Linked DNA regions of Triticum aestivum: region 2 is linked to region 1. Evidence: chromatin contacts called from public Hi-C data. All regions are on one chromosome and are shown on one strand. Each heading gives the region's core, a stretch centred on a gene start, on an enhancer-like site or on the middle of the called end of the contact. The rest is flanking DNA. Distances are from core to core; before and after follow the strand shown.

Region 1 (2,863 bases), core at 118-2,617:
TAGAGGATATACTTAATAATAAAGGGACTATTGCTTCTCGGAGTACGTCATGGAAATTGTCTCCAAAATTGCAAAATATTACCCACCAATACTACCTATAAGTGATAAAAAAATTCACACATGTGATTCCCCAGCCTGGGCTGGCCCATTTAATAGGGACCTCTTATACTCTGCTCTGCGCGCTGGGAGAAGACGCAGCGCGCCTGTTTGGGCCGACTCATGTATGAGCGGCCTACTTTTCAAATTTTGTTTTTTACTTTTTATTTTTTCTTTTCTATTTTTTTCAACTTTAAATAATTTGTGACTTTAAAAAAATTCGAAAAATTAAAAAAATAGATTTTTTTAAATAAAATATATATTAAATCATAAAATGTTTGTGAATTCAAAAATTATTCGTGATTTTGTAAAAAATGTTTGTTTATTTAGAAAATGTTTGAAATTTTAAAACAAACGTTCGGGAAATCAAAAAAGTTCATGATTTTTAAAAAGTTCTTGTATTAGAAAATGTTAATGAAATTGAACAAAATTTTGCCAATTCAAAAAATATGCTAAAAATTCAAAAATGTTCGCCGATTCAAAAATGATCTTGCATTTCAAAAAAAAATTTGAAATAATAAATGTTCGTGAATTTCAAAAGTTGTTTAACCAACTTCCAAATAATTGTTCGTCGATTCTAAAAATGTTCGCCGATTCAAGAAAATTGTTTAATAAAATGTTCACAATTTTTAAAAAATATTTGCAAATAGTATAAAATATTCATGTATTAAAAAAATGTTATCTATTTTAGAAAATATTTGAAAATTTGTAAAATGGTCACAAATTTAAAAAATGTTTATGATTTCACGAAATTAAGAGTGGTAGTGTACCCCGATGATGCAACAAAATATGGTCATGGTTATTGAAAATTATGATTATTTTTTCTCCCAGTGCAGCGTCCTTTTGCTTCTTCTTTTTTGAGAATCTCACAAAGCTTTATTACTGCATCACAATGTTGACAGGGACAAATACAAGATCTCCGGGCTGACCTAACCAAACATGACGGCCAAACCCTAAGGATAAAGCGCCCTTTTGCTAGTAAAGCTAAAATTAGCAAGGTGTCCGAACAGTGATAACTAACAACACGCCTTTATCACCCTGTACTGTAAAATGCACTCCGGCCCACAACCATCCCCATCACCGGCGCGCGGTGCGCCCCCGTCGTCGTCCGCAATGAATAACGGGTGATGCAAGGTTGGATGATCGTGCAACCGCGAGCTGCCGCGTGCTCCGTGGAGGATCGAAATTTCCACATCCAGTCGACGCACCTGTCGCCCCCAGCCTAACACCCTCACTTGACTCTCACGCGCTACGATCGCGCCAGCTTAGTCGGCGCGACTCCTCCCAACCCCCACCCGCCCTCTCTCATCCACACCGCCGCGATGCCTCCCCTGCTCCTCCTCCTCGCCGTCCTACTCCTCTTCGCCGCGGCCAACGGGTACCCACCCACCTGCGGCAACGCCACCTGCGGCGGCCTGACCATCGCCTACCCGTTCTGGCTCAACTCGTCCTCGGCCGCCAGCTGCGGCTACCGCGGCCTCGGCCTTGCCTGCGAGGACAACACCACCCTGATCCTCCCCGCCCAGTCCCACCACCGGTACATAGTCTCGGGCATCGACTATGACACGCACTCGGTCTTCCTCGTCGACGACGTCGAGGCCGAAGCCCTCAACGCAACCAGCTGCCCGCACCTCCACTTCAACTTCACCATCGACGCCGGCTCGGCGCTGCAGCTCACGCACTCGGACTCCAACATCACCTTCTTCTACAACTGCAACAAGAACGCCTCATGGCCCTCCGCCGCGGAATTGACCGGCTGTTCAGATTACAACAAGAGTTCGTACGTGTCAACCGGCGATGATGGTTACACGGGCGAGGCGTACGAGTACGGGTGCGAGGCGGCGGTGGTGGCGCCGGTGCTGGACGCTCATAAGAAGGCCATGATGGAGGCGCCTCCTGCGTCAAGGTACGTTGAGGTGCTGAAGGGCGGGTTCGAGCTGAACTACAGCCCGCACTCAGAGCAGTGCGGCGCATGCGAGCGCTCCGGCGGGTGGTGCGGCTACCGGCACAATCAGACGCACGGCGGGGTGGGGTTCGTCTGCTACTGCGATGGCGGGCCCACAACGGATCAGTGCGGTAGCGGTACGTATGACTTTTCTATCGCTCACTTGTCATTACTTTTGTTTGAACGAGTCCCTGTTGTGGACTTGCGCCACACATCTTGTGGCACTTATTACGGAGACGTACCAGTCTTCCTGCTGATTGATGCACTTATGGAGGGTACACGGCCACATTCGCCAGAACCAAACGCCTGCAGGATCTCAGAGCTAAAACAGTCAGGTTTGTGTACGTGTAGCTTTGTTCAGCGCCCTTTCTGTGCAGCGCCTTGCCTTTTACGTATTACTCCCTCCGTCTCATAATGTACGCTTTTTGACTCTCGTGTAGTGTCAAAAAACGTCTTATATTATGAGACATTATGAGACAGAGGAAGTACTGTACCTGCAACTGATCCCCGGAGGTTTTGATGGCCAACCCCTCACCCGAACCCCATGAAGTTAGAGTAACTCCAACGGGCCGACCCAAACGGACGGCGGTTTCGTCCGCTTTTTGTCCGTTTGGGTCGGCCGCCCGCCTTGCGTCCGCCCTCTTTTAGATTTGGGTCGGCGGCGTGCCCAACGTGCCGACCCATATGTGCCGGCATGGCCGGCTGGCCGCCCAATATTTACATTGATTTGCATTCAAACATATTGTTAAATAACATAGTTTTACCGAATAAAAAATACTATAGTTTTACAAGACGAATGCAAATAAAAATGTTTCACATAGT
Region 2 (2,700 bases), core at 138-2,637, 200 kb before region 1:
GAGCCATGAGCCTTTAGCTTGGGAAGACATTTATCTAGCAGATGTCTTCGCTTGTGCTCTACAAATAAGTGATCGAGGTCTTGACTGTTTTGTACAAAGAACACAAAGTCCTGGTAACTGATTTGCAATAATGTAGCATGACGTTCAGCTTGTTTGGGCAAGTGATGTTCAGTTTGTTCGATTTGATCTTACCAAAAGGATCAACGTAATTCAAGAAATGGGAACTCAATCAAGAATACATTGGTGCCTATCAATACCCCCCAATTGGATTTTGCCTTAAATCAGTGCAGGGGTGGCAGGGGAGCACATGTGTGTGTACCTGCGCGTGGTCGTGATGATCGGTTCGGACGAAGTAGTGTCCTCGCCGGCGTTGCGGAGGAGGTCCTGGGTGGAGGAGCCGTGTTCCGTGGATAGCACACGCTCGGCTGTCAGGGCAGCACACGGCCGGACCAGCTTGGGACAATCCAGGGAGACGGGGAGCGGCTGCACGACGGAAAAAATTGGGAGGCCAGCAACACATTGGAAATCCATCAAGAGTTGGCCTGCAGTGTTGGAGCATATAGTCGATGTGCAGATTCAACTTCTAAAACAAAATCATTTAAAAATTGAATCGTTTACACATTATGAACATTCAGAAGCAGACAAACGTATCATGCGTCTATTCACTGTTGCTAAAATTGTATCTAACCATTAGATGAGTAAGTCACCAGAGAAGCTGTTATGTATATTGAACATGTACTCTAACACTGATGGGTGCTGCCCACACGCCAAAGAAAAATCTTCAACAAAATTAATCAGGCGAGAGCATGCCTATGCCACTGAATTCTCAGGTGACCTGGAGGTTGCTGTTGGCCACAGGCTGAACTTATGAAGAGCGTCTCTAGCAATTAACAACGACATGGCATACTTTTTTTGCGGGGAGGAGAGGAATCCGGACAAAACCTGATCCGATGACTGGAGCCGCCGTCGGACCAGCAGCAAGTAGCCGCGTAGTCCCTATTCTCCCTTCTCTTCTCTCCATCTCACCTCGTCTCCCTCCCTCGTATCTTCTTCCCAGAAGACCGAGTCGCCATGCCATGGGGCGCCGCTGCCGCTGGCCTCCACTACGAACGACCGGGATGCATCCCCACCTCCGCCACTTCCCCGCCTCCCGGAACTCTGCCGTCGTCATCCTGCTACCGATCGGATCGGGGATCAGGAGCGCCGCCGCGGCCGGCCTCCACTATGAACCGCCGGGATAGATCCCGACCTCCGCCACTTCCCCGTCGTTCCCCGCCTCCCGGAGCTCTGCCGCCGTCGTCCTGCTCCCGATCGGATCGGGGATCGGGAGCGCCGCCGCACGATCTACAGCCCAGAAACCGATTTGTATTCATTGACCGAGGACTGCGGGTTGAATCCCTGAAACCACAGGGTTTTATTTGTAAAATTTCTGAACGAAACGTTTTTCTCACTTAAGAAAGGACTGCGGGTTGAATTCTTAACAATAGGGGGACTTTTATGCAAAAAGAACGACGACGTACGGCCAGAAGCAATACCTGGTTTAAAATATATAATATATAATATATATATAGGGAAAGATATGGGCTAATGAATAATCAACTGCGGCCAGCCGGGCATTAGCGTATACTAGTTGACTGCCCGGGCGTTGCCACGGGACACCATACCCTACCAACAAGACAAATGTTACTTCTTCTTCACCCTGTTTTATCTCAAACCAATCCTTTGCTCTAGCTTTAGTGTCGTCACTCTACTTCACTCTAGAAAACTCCAATATGACATGATATGTTAGCGTTTACGATGTGTGTCATTTTCTTTTTGTACGGATTGCTAATGCTCATGTGTTGTTGTTTGTTTATGTGAAAGTTCATATTTTCGATTAACCAGGCCATTCAAACGAAAGGTTCATGTATTTTCCAAACCTGAATTTATTGTGGTAACTCACTCATCAAAGGGAGTGAAGCAAAAGAATACTGAGTTGGGAAGATGAAAACTAAAAGATGGACAAAGTCGTTCTAAAATCTGATAATATAAGAACTGAACATAATTTGGTCGATATATGCTCGCCCACTAAAAATATAAACCAAGTGCATATTAGTTGCTAGATTGTTTATATACAACCTAGAGTGAAGTTTTCTGGCCCTGTATTGCGAAATGCCTTTCCCTTCAGAATTTAAATTCGTTCACAAAGTTCTATGTCTTGCTCCCACTCAACTCCCTTCCTAGCAATCACCATGTCCATTTCCCCACACCTAAGTGCCACCTGAAATACAAGAAGATAAAGTATGATGACGATCTTTCTCATGCTTGGCTACTTCTCTGTCTCATCCTCATCTGTGCGCTTGCAATAGCTTCCTTTTTATGTATGCATTTCTTCCTAGTCCAGTGAATAGTTGCGAGCTCTTGTTGTTTCCTACAAGAATTGCTTACATGTGAAGGGCACGCCTTAAATCAAGGAGGACATGTGACAATCGCAACATCCCTGCAACCCACACTCATTATGTGGATAATTGTGCAATTGAATTTGTTCTGGGCTTCACATCGACCAATGTCTCGGCAGGGGTGAAGGGAATGGGAAAAGTTTAATGTAAACGAAACACAACTCAGAATGAAAAAGCAACAAACACCCCATGAATCTAGCTTTGAATTCACCTTATTAGCGCTATCACTTTGTCATTTCTGTTTATAGGGCTCAAGAAGTTT

Evidence for each region. Hi-C and Micro-C count contacts between places; a contact is called where the count stands out from the background.
Region 2: a Hi-C map of leaf shows a contact between it and region 1, with 3 times the contacts expected there. The contact joins the promoter of LOC123078936 here to the promoter of LOC123078931 in region 1. A contact is called at or near these places in 2 of 5 Hi-C or Micro-C datasets (leaf and an unstated tissue).

Annotation. Positions count from the first base shown.
Region 1 is chr3D:364,927,756-364,930,618 of IWGSC CS RefSeq v2.1, reverse strand. LOC123078931 (LEAF RUST 10 DISEASE-RESISTANCE LOCUS RECEPTOR-LIKE PROTEIN KINASE-like 2.1) reads left to right here and starts at 1,367. Exons shown (of 3, transcript XM_044501583.1): 1 at 1,367-2,178. The coding sequence starts at 1,419.
Region 2 is chr3D:365,123,299-365,125,998 of IWGSC CS RefSeq v2.1, reverse strand. It overlaps LOC123078936, which reads right to left and starts at 1,387. Exons shown (of 3, transcript XM_044501586.1): 1 at 943-1,387; 2 at 320-542; 3 at 1-117. The coding sequence starts at 1,171.